Regions from separate parts of the Mus musculus genome. Here all the other regions are linked to region 1. Evidence: chromatin contacts called from public Hi-C data. All regions are on one chromosome and are shown on one strand. Each heading gives the region's core, a stretch centred on a gene start, on an enhancer-like site or on the middle of the called end of the contact. The rest is flanking DNA. Distances are from core to core; before and after follow the strand shown. Region 1 overlaps Pard3b (par-3 family cell polarity regulator beta). Region 2 overlaps Nrp2 (neuropilin 2). Region 3 overlaps Pard3b (par-3 family cell polarity regulator beta).

Region 1 (3,581 bases), core at 704-3,203:
ATCCCCACCCTATAGAGTTTAGCAGAATACTTCTGAAACATCCTCTCTTCTCATTTATCAATACCATTGATCAAGCCTAAGCCCTCTTCTTACCATGTCTTGATTCAATTTCTAGAGCCTGAGTTTCATCTTGATCCTTAAGATAACATTTTCAGATGGTTATGTTTTCAGCAGCAGAGTCGATTTCCAAAGATTCTTGTTAGAAACATACTGGCAACAATGAGAAAAAGTCACTGATGAGTCCGATATTTTATATCAATTGTTTTCCTGGCTTGACACTCAAAATTGAGTCCCAGCATTAAATATAGGTATTATTATACAATCAATGTCAGAAAAAAACAATAGCCTGCTCTATTTTCATTTTTGTGTTTCCATCATACTTGCAGCTATTTATTTCTGTTGTTCAATCATAACTTACTTTGACTTCATGTTCAATAGGTTCTGCAACAAATTCACAGTTAAATAGCATTCCATGTCTCCCCTCAATCAGTCATACTACTCTAATTCAGGTAAACAGACAATGACAGAGTAAGTGGGGCAAAGAACATGCATTCTCTTCCTCTGAGAGCATCTCAAGACACAGCTCACAACTGGGGAAAAAAAAAAAAAAGCCCAGCTCTTCCCCATCTTGTTAGTTATAAATTTTATATTCTTTAAAAAAAAATGGACCACCTACAGTGATTTAAAAGTTAAAAGGTATATACACAAGTGTGGATTTCAATCATCCTGAACCATGTGACTTACGTCTTATTATTGATAGATTAAAAACAGAAACCCTTACTATTCACACGTTCACACTTGAGACTTTCAACCTTGAAGGGCTAGACACAGCCAGTCATGATTTTAAAGAGTAATCATGTTGAACAGTACATGCTTAGAGTTTATAGCTAGGCACTTTATCCCCAGACCTAAAAACTGATTTTCTGATCAGGATCCCATGTAGTTTCATCTGAAGAACCAGTACTAGAGTACCATGAGTGACCCACAGAAATTTTCTGTAATTTTTTTACTGTGAACATCACGAATTTATCTGGATCTGCATCCTACCTTTTAAAGTCCTTTACTCTGGAATCGCTCTCTTAAGGAAAATGCCAGAGAGAGTTATACAACATACAATGTTCAGGATGTTGGTACCAAGGCACATTCTGAATAGAATTTACGTGTTTTCTGCTCAGAAGGAATATGCATGGTCTGGGATCTTACTAAGGGGCATTCAGTGCACACGGATGTGTCTTACATGCTCTCTGTTAAGGGAAAAGGAAAGGGTTCAGGATCAACTTAGCATCCCAACTACTTCTTTTCTCCTGGTTGATAATAATAAGATTCCAGAAACAAAAGTTGATGAATGGAGCCCCTCTTCTTGGTCTTGAAGCCAGTGCTGGCTCTTCATACTTCATGATGGTGACACCTAGGTAGTGGTGCTGACCAGCACCTGGTCTTTTTTCTATATGCTAGCTTGGCTAGTAAATGCATGCTCTCCAAGTGATCTAATAAATATAACAGAACCATCTCTTTCCTTTAAATTGTCTCAGTACCTGCGAGTTCCATTTTTGCTCTTAGCTTATCAAAGTGCCCAACTTCATTATTAGCTCATACTAGCTAGCTTTATGTGGCACGAATTCTGTTAGATTGGTAAGAAGAGTTATTACAGAGTTTTGACACTGAAGAAGTGAAGAACATGGGAACTAATGGCTCCCTGCTATTACAGAGCACAGAAAGAAAATCCAGTTCTCTGAACCTGAACCTTCCCACTTCACCTCTGCACCGCATTCCTGATGATGGAGCTATTCTCTTAGAAAATGCTAATTCCCAAATCCTGGCCTGCCTAGATTGCCTGTCCACGAAGTGGATGTCGGATCCAATGTGAACACTGGAGCATTTGTACCCCTCCCTAAAGCTGTGATGCCTCAGTTCCCCCAGGGATATACTCGTGGCAGCAGAGCACTTCAGGAAGGGTACGGTTACAATGCTGTGTTCTCTGCCAGCTCAGGCACAGGAAGCCAGCAGCAGCTAACAACGTAACATTCATTATGCTATGAGATTATCTTAAATCCAGATGGGGCCGCAGAGACTGGCAACCAGGAAAAAATAACAGAATCAAAAAGCTATCAAACTTCCAGAACACGAGACTGTCCCCAGATCCAACAACTCCAGTGGGATATCTGGATAGGAAGATGAGGCTATGGGAGGGTGTGGAGTAGAGAAGAGAGGGTCTTTCCAATTCATTTCACAGATTTCCTTAAACTGATCTCCAGTTCACAAGCTCTTCCAAAAAATAAATAAATAAAAGATTTTATATGACAACAACAAAGGAAACATAGCAAATTTAGAAATTTAGCACAGTGCCTGACACTGTAAATCTGCAGAAAATTTTAGCTAAAATATCTATTTGCAAGAAGTAAGGCAGAGTGATGCATTTGACTAAGACCAGGCACTGAAATTAGATTTCACCCTTGGAGAAGCATACATGCTAAAGCTGAGAAGCAAAATTCCTTTTTCCTAAGGAGTCTTTTCCTTTCCCCTCTGCTGTCTGTGGTGTAAACACAGGGTAGACGCCAGGGACGCACAGTAGCCTCAAGAAAACCAGCCATAGCAGCATCACAAGGGAAGAAAATATACTTTCAATTTGACCTTCGAATATAGTCCAGGACTCCCAACACTGGTAGACCTTCACTACTAAATCAACTACACTTCAGTCTACACACCACGACTCTGAAATCCCAGAACTTGGTGATTTCCGGTATAAACTTCCTTGAGAACAGTTCACTCTCAGGATCTCCTCCTCGAATCCCTTTTTTTGTTGGGCATGACGTAAATAAGAGACCTGGCATTCCCCAGTGTGCTGTTTTCTTTGTCCCCTATTGGAGCTCAGAAATGACATCTGAGTCCTCCTCATTGCTGGTGACAAACAGCATTTGTTTTGCATTTTGATGCAGTCAGGCTCTCTCAGGTGCCTGCCTGTCAAACAAGGTTGGAGTGGGTTGGTAAATTCCCCGACTTTAATCCTCTCCATCTTTCATTTGTGTGCAAGCTTAAGGCATTAGTCCTCTCAAGATCACAAAGACTCATTTTGCTCACAGCTCTTGAATATCATATTACAAGGCAAAGTATGATTTTTATTGTCAACTGGAGGATGCTTGACTGAAGAGCAGTGATGCCTCAAGAGGGGCCTCAAATTCCCTCCACACTTAACACTGGTAACAAACACACTTGACAGCTAGGTAAGAATGTCAAGTGGCTGTGGCTACAACGACCAAGGTTGCAATTAGTATAATTACAATGCCTACTGACATAGAGTAATTTTGTAAGAAGGATGAAGGATGCTCACACCAGTCATAGTTTGCCTTTTTTACCAGAGGCATTCTGCAGACAATCCATACTGTCCTGGCAGGTTATACCATTTTGAATCACTTTATAGATATAGATTCTTCTTTATTATTACATCTAGGACTGATTTTCTCGAATATTTCTTTTTCTTCCATAGTCTACAGGGGTTAGGGAGAACCAAGATCATTTATGTAATACTTATCTTAATGATAGCTGGCTTCCATTAATATATCTTCTTTAAGGACTTAATCTTT
Region 2 (3,581 bases), core at 696-3,195, 380 kb after region 1:
ATGAACAAGGACCCAGAAAGGGAGCATTTAAAGAGAGTAGGGTTGTGTTTCCTGGGGAAGCACAGACTAAAGGTCTTAATTGATATTCTCTCTCTCTCTCTCTCCCTCTCCCTCTCCCTCCCCCCCCCCTCTGCATCTGTCTATCTCTATCTCTTTCTTTCCCTCTCCCTCTCCTTTTCCCTCCCCCTCTCCCTCTCTGTCACTCTCCTTTTCTCCCTCTCCCTCTTCTTTTCTTCTTTCCTCTCTTCTTCTCTCTCTCCCTGTCTCCCCCTTCCTCTCTTCTCCCCCCCCCATCTCTCCCTTCTCTGTTTGTATTTGAATGCACCACAGTGCACAACCCCTGGTGTCAGTCCTTCTATCTTGTCTGAGACAGTGTCTGTTTGTTCAGTGGAGTGTACCTCAGGCTATCTCAGAAACTTCCATTCTTTTTCCCACCTACTTGTAGGGGTACAGTACAGGTGGGTTTGTAGACCTGTGGTTTTACTTCCGTCCTGGGGTCATCAGGCTTGTGAGACAAACCTTTTATACACTTAGCCATCTCCCCAGCCCCCTGGACTCCTTAACGCCTTATGAGTAAAATGCTTCTAAGTCATAGAACGGAAATGAGCTGTGTCCCATCAGGGATAGATGGAGCACGTGTGTCCACACGACAGCAGGAAGGTGTTAAACTGAATGTGAGATGTTCTTGACAGCTGGGGATGTGTCCTGGAGAACACATTGCCAGTGTGGCCTGTGGAGCCCCTTTCTGAAGGGAAGGGTGGGTGGCATGGAGTCAGGATGTTTCCACATACTTCCTCTGGCCAGTGCTAGTAGTCACATGGGTTCCCACTCACGATCCAAGACACTATCTCATTTTATTTCATCCTCTGAAGATTGGCACAGAAGACCTGTGCCAATGGGAGGGGCACATGATGGACAGCTGGGAACTGGCTGGTTTCTAAGGGAAAGCATCTTATTTCAAAGAATGTCAATGTCAATACCACCACACCCCCAGGATGAATCCTGCTTCTTTTTGTATCTTGCACTGGGTTCCCAGGTTTATGGTGGTCTTTAGTCTATGGAAGGCAGTGTGTGGCATGGCATCAGTAGCTTGACTGAGCTCTTGCTATATCCCTGTTCCCATGCAAAGTGCTCTACAGGGCTTAGCCTTACAACCTCATGCAGTAATACCATTATTATACCCAGTATACAGATGGAAAGACTAAGGCTTTCCAAGACTTAGAGCCTCCAGCCAGGATTCCACCACAGGTGACAAGGAGCCAGCAAGTTTACTCAGTCCCATCTGTGTCCAGAGCCTACTTCCATCACTCGGTAGCAGTGGACCTGGAAGCATGACCTCATATCTCTGAGCTTCAGAGGGAAAATGGGCTTGATGCGGATGGGGGCACATAGCTAATTCCAGCACTGGAGAGCATCGGGCAGGACGATCATGAGTTCAGGGCCAACCTGAGCTACTTAGCAGGGTGGAAGGGGAAAGAGAGATAGAGACAGAGAGAGAGACAGAGAGGATGAGGGAAAGAGAAAGGTGATATTCCTGGGTGCACAGGGATGGGTACGAACCACAGCTAAGGGTAAAGCCGTGGTGTGGTGTCTGTCATCTGTATCTGCTCAGTTTGATCATCCTTATCCTCTGCTTTTTTGGTTCCCTTCCTTGTGCATTTCCAGGTCTGTTTTTCCTTCGCGGTTCCTGGTTCTAATCAGGCCTCTGTCATGACAGGCAGCGATGTTTTGCAGCTCTGGCATCTCTCTGACTGATGTCCCTGCTAATTCCTTAAATTTACATATCATCTTTCTTCCCTGGAGTTCATAGCACTTAACAGACAAGTGGGGCACAAATGATTTAACTGAGTGAAATCCAGAGGCCTGCTTGTCTGGAGACTCTGCAAACCCGTGGATTAGCTCAGATGTCAGCGCTGAATTATGATCCTTCAGCTGCTCGTGCTTAGCACGCCACCAGCATTAACTCGATTCCTGCCGCGGCCCTGTAAATCATGCATAGTGATTACCAGCCTACTGTGAGAGAAGGGAGGAGAGAAGAAAGGAGAAAGACGCAGGCTCTGGAGACTGCACCAGTTGTCTGGGGACCCTTTGGCCTGGTTGAATTCTAATGACAGGGTCGGGAGATAAGATAGACCCAGATGAAAATCCTTGCAGCCCGCCATCTCACACCCCAGACACATTTGGCTTTCCCGGTTGTAACCGTTCTGCTATGACTCCTTTGCTTAAGAATGCAAATTCACACAAGTGACAGAATTTCCGCCAAGCAATTCTCAGGCAGCAAGTGGGTCTTATTTGTGAAGCTGTGAAGGGAGAAAGCTGAATAAGAAACTTCTCGATTCTGCTTTCCTTTATAGATGGGGTGGAAAGGGTAAGGGCTTGGAAGTTCCAGGAGCGCAGGGGATCAGGGGGACCCTCACTGGTGTCTCAGTCTACTGGGAGCCTCCACAGGTGACCCCAATATTAGCTTACCTCATCTTTAAAAGGGGCCTGCTGGCTCAGGAAAACAGTCGGTGGCAAAGGGATTGTGTGAACTGAAGACTTGGCAGAGGCTAGCAGATTCTCTCTTCTCATTATATACCATTCCTTCTCATCTGTGTGTTTGCCATTCATTCATTTATTCATTCATGGGATAAGATTTCTCAGGGTAGTGTGATATGCACGGACTAAGGAGAGGAGAAAGATGCGATATTCAACCTTCTGTGTGCAAGACAATCTGTGATAGGCGATTGAAGATGGCTCACCGGGTAGAGGTGCTTGCCACCAAACTTGATCTGGGACCCACATGGTGGAAAGAAAAAACCCAACTTCTACAAACAATCCTCTGGCCTCCTCATGTGCATTGTGGCACACTCTTGTGCACAGCACGTGCACACATGTGAGCATACACACGCATGTTAAATAAATAAGTACTTTTTTAAAAATCTGAGATATAGGAAAGACACATGACCCTGTTAAGGGTGACAGGTAGTGGGTAGTCACTATGGAAAAGTCTAAACTCCTTTTAAAGGTAAGCAAGATCAGGAAGGAGGGGGTGACTATTGCCCGTGCCAGAATGGTTAGAAGTTGGCAGCAGAGCCAGGCTAGGTGGAAAAAAGGAAGAGCAAGGGGCTTCAGGGTCAGTGAGGCTGTGAGGCAGTAGGCTCAGGGGGGAGAGGGTTTGCCTCGGACAGGGAGGGGTTGCAAGGATTTGGGGCAAGATGCTTTTGGGCAACTCAAGAGTTTACTGTAGGAAGGTGTGGGATCCCTCATTTAAGTTTGGGGTCTCCCTACCTCTGAACCAGCATTTCCTCCTTGGACAAGACACTTAAACCTTTCTTGGTTTCTCCATCAAGTGCAAAGTAAAATTAGGAAGTCTTAGCTCACAGGTATAGACCAAGGACGAGGTGATATCTTGCGTACCAGTGTGCTTTGTAATCTGAAAGGCATTATGCAAATCTGAGTTGTAATTATTATCATTAATAGTGATAGCAGGAAGATCGGATGTGGAAACAGAAGGCTGGAAGATCACCCTATGTCTGGTGATGCTATCAGCATCCCCTCCTCGTCAGACCCCATCATTAAAGCTCTGTTCTCGAGGCAGC
Region 3 (3,581 bases), core at 568-3,067, 350 kb before region 1:
GACATTTGTTATCTGGTTGGTTTTTGCTTATTTATTTTGTTATAAGTAAACCAATGACATGGAGCTCATTATGTACCAGATAAGGCTATAAAAAGTATGAGTCATGTTCAAGAGAGAAAATCCTGAAATATTTTTGTTGAGAGAGGGTCTTGTTTATCCCAGGCTGTCCTCAACTTCTCTGGGTATATGAAGGTATTCTTGCATTCCTGATGGCCCTGCCTCTGTCCACTGAGTTGAGTGCTAGCATTACATATATGTATCTGCATACCCTGTTCATGTGCTACTGAGAACAGGAACCAGGCCCTATTATGTGCTAGGACAATACCCTACCAAGTAGTCTATATCCCCATCCTGAAATTCTGTATCCCCATTATCAGTAACTAAACAAGCATAGTCACTATTAGTAGTTATATATGATATAATAGCACTAAGCTAAAGCAATTGAGTAAGAAAAAGAAATAAATAGTTTCTAAATTAGAAAATAATAAATCTCGTGACTGGGCGTGGTAACGCACACCTTTAGTCCCAGCATTCGGGAGGCAGAGGCAGGTGAATTTCTGAGTTCGAGGCCAGCCTGGTCTACAAAGTGAGTTCCAGGACAGCCAGGGCTATACAGAGAAATCTTGTCTCGAAAAAACCAAATAATAATAATAATAATAATAATAATAATAATAATAATAATAAATCTCTGTTCTCTGTTCATAAAGAACATACCTTTTTATGTAGAAAACCTTAAGTAGTCTACCAATAAACTTGTGAGAATGATAAACTCAATAACGTTTCAAGACATAAAATCACTTCTGTTTATGTGCATTAAAATGAAAAGGTAATCAAGAAAACGTATCTACTTTCAGTGGTTCCAGAAAGAATAAAATATCAATAAAACACATAGAACTTTGGGACATAGGAAAGAGAGTTGATTCTGCTGTATTAGAGATATTCAAAATAAAAGATTTGAAGCAGGAACCTGTTAAAATCAGATTTATATATCTGTTTCCACCTGTGTGGTTAATGTGTTATCAAGTGAGAGTACTCACTTTGTTGATATAGTTCACTCATTGTCTTGTTCCCTTAGTATAATACATTCACAAATATTTATGTACATGGTTGTCTTGTTTTTGCTGTGATAAAGCCTGGACCAATTTTGTTTGTGATATCAGAACCTTTTTCTGCTGTCCATCAATCATCACCCACCATACTTTCTTTAACTTCAACATATAAATAACCTCTCCATCTCTGAGGCATCTTGTTACCTGGTACCTATCACCATCTTTTTCTTGACTTGTCTTGTAAACCTCTTTTTATCCTAAAGATGAAGGTTTTCTAATGTAGTCTTACATCTTATTTGGGTAAACTTCTTTTGGCTCCTATGTCAATCCCTTGAACATAGTGGATAGATGGATGGAAGGATTAATAAATGGATGGATGGATGGATGGATGGATGGATGGATGGATGGATGGATGGATACATGTAAATACTTACAATGATCAAGTGACTTGTAGAGTCACCTCAAACTTCTTTAGCTATAGTTTTTCTTGCACTTACAGAATTTTCAGTGACTTCATAGATATCTCTAGTGACATCATCTTACATATTATCTCTCTCCTTGGAACCTTTGAAGGTCAAATACTGTCATAGTAATCTTTGTTTTCCCAGTAATTAACAAATTTCTTAGCACTTAGCAGATTTCCAGTAAATGCCTAGGGAAAATAAATGTTAATCAGGACATAAATCTCCAAACTCAGAAAGGCTGTGGAGGGTTATTGGACTGAATCTTGGACTAGATATATTTCCTTAAGGAGTTGATGATCCCTAGAGACTTCCTACCCAGTTTCCTGTTGCAAATCGGCTGTAGTGAGTTCTCCAGGGAAGCAGCATCAGAGCTTCTCTTTTCTTTCTATTCTGTCATCTTTCCTGTATCATACATACATTAGAATGCTAACCCTCTTAGTTTATGTTCAAGACTCACAAATGGGTTGTGACTCAATTTTGAGAAACCTGCTATTAGGAAGAAGAGATTTCACTGCAGTAAATTGCAAAGAAAACAGTCTAGACTCTCCCTTGGACTCTGGGACAGTAGTTATGTGTTATATGCACAATAAAAAAGTCACAGTGACTAGGTGGTATCTAAATGTAAAAAACTATCAGACAGATGCAGTCATCAGATTACTTAGCAAGGCTGTTTTGCAACGTAGAATTGAGTTCTCTGCTGTAAAGATGTTGGAGGAAAGTACACTAGTCTTCCACCTTATTGATATATAACACTGCAAATATTTTAAGCAGTTGTGTTGTGTTTCTTCTAAAATGAAACTGTGGGCCCAGTGAGATACAAGGATCCTTACATTTTCTTTGCCAATATGTTGACATAAATATTGCTGTTAAGCATGCACAAATAGCAGAACTATTTCAGTCTTTTTATCTCTTTAAAACTAATTTAAATCTGAGCATTAAAAAGACTGCTTGATACCATATGTTTGTTTTAGATAGGAAATGAAATCTATTCTAAACATAAGGGCTTATGAAATCTGTATTCTAAACATAAGAGCTTATAAAATTAGAATATAGGATTACAAGCCATAGCAAATTGTTTCATGGTCATTAATTCCTCACATCGTAGTATACCCTTTTCTCATGTGACTCTGTCAGTCCCTTCTGTCCTCCTGGGGGGTCTTTTATGCCCACCCTGGATAAAGTGCGTTGCTCATATGCTTTGCTGTGTAGTAAATATTTTTGTAGTATGTAAATCTAGTTTGGAATTGCTGAATTTTCTCTTTGAAGACTGTTTAAAGGCTTCTTCTGAGTGTGACCAGTAGCTATGGAAGAGGGGCATCGGAAAACTTGGTAAAAATATGAAACTTTAAGAACACATAGATTTCCACAAGCTAAAATGATACCCTCTATATGACCCACTTCATTGTTTACATGAAAATAAACTGTAGAGCATTGTTACTGGTATGGCTACTCATCTGCTTTTTTTATTTGGAGAGCTGTGTGCCATCCCTGTGGTGTGTGTGTATGTGTGTGTGTGTGTGTGTGTGTGTGTGTACTTCCACATGCACATATGCACATTGATATCTAGAATGGGACAAGTACCATGGGAAGACAATTCCAGTAGCATCCAGTGTTTCCTATAGAGCTCATAAGGACACCTCCTCCTTTCCTCTTATGGTCTTTTTTGAAAGCAGAACTGCATGTTGGGTTTTTTTCTGTGCCAACACGACCTGAAGGATGTGATTGTGCTCCTTAGTTTCAAATTAAAGGACATCTCAGAAACCATTTGACAAGTACAAAAGCTGTCTGATGTAGATACTGGACTCTTGTCAGCACCTTCAATTTGATGCTTGTCATAGGTGGTGGGCTGGTGCTGTTAAGGTTTGTCACTGAAATCCCTTTCATCTCCGTAGACCTGCTATAATTTGTAACTTCATGACTTCGTAATAATATGGGCTCCTCCATGTTCTTCTGTTGTAATAAGCACTGCCCTAGCACCATGCAGTTCTCAGCCTATGACATAGAAGGATAATGGACTGATGACATAAACTAGATAAGAGAGGTGTTGCTACAACCTCAATAGACATCT

The links. A called contact is a pair of places that touch in the nucleus more often than the background predicts.
Region 2: a contact with region 1 is called in a Hi-C map of the N1E-115 cell line, with 12 times the contacts expected there. The contact joins two enhancer-like sites. A contact is called at or near these places in 3 of 484 Hi-C or Micro-C datasets (the G1E-ER4 cell line, the N1E-115 cell line and myocytes) and 2 of 115 datasets of contacts at active chromatin or transcription factors (both in embryonic stem cells).
Region 3: a contact with region 1 is called in a Hi-C map of olfactory sensory neurons, with 2.2 times the contacts expected there. The contact joins two enhancer-like sites. A contact is called at or near these places in 2 of 484 Hi-C or Micro-C datasets (bone marrow-derived macrophages and olfactory sensory neurons).

Annotation. Positions count from the first base shown.
Region 1 is chr1:62,403,313-62,406,893 of GRCm38.p6, forward strand. All of the region lies in intron 18 of Pard3b (par-3 family cell polarity regulator beta), which reads left to right. Among named protein-coding and RNA genes, the nearest start is that of Gm34881, 120 kb to the right of the region's middle. Within about 2 kb of position 1,954, at least 5 of the 459 cell types and tissues checked have an H3K27ac peak or open chromatin away from gene starts, as enhancers often do. A contact at or near this core is called in the N1E-115 cell line and olfactory sensory neurons, where this site is marked.
Region 2 is chr1:62,778,331-62,781,911 of GRCm38.p6, forward strand. The region is part of intron 12 of Nrp2 (neuropilin 2); the gene reads left to right. Among named protein-coding and RNA genes, the nearest start is that of 4930487H11Rik, 15 kb to the right of the region's middle. Within about 2 kb of position 1,946, at least 18 of the 459 cell types and tissues checked have an H3K27ac peak or open chromatin away from gene starts, as enhancers often do. A contact at or near this core is called in the N1E-115 cell line, where this site is marked.
Region 3 is chr1:62,057,909-62,061,489 of GRCm38.p6, forward strand. All of the region lies in intron 3 of Pard3b (par-3 family cell polarity regulator beta), which reads left to right. Among named protein-coding and RNA genes, the nearest start is that of Pard3bos2, 76 kb to the right of the region's middle. Within about 2 kb of position 1,818, at least 1 of the 459 cell types and tissues checked has an H3K27ac peak or open chromatin away from gene starts, as enhancers often do. A contact at or near this core is called in olfactory sensory neurons, where this site is marked.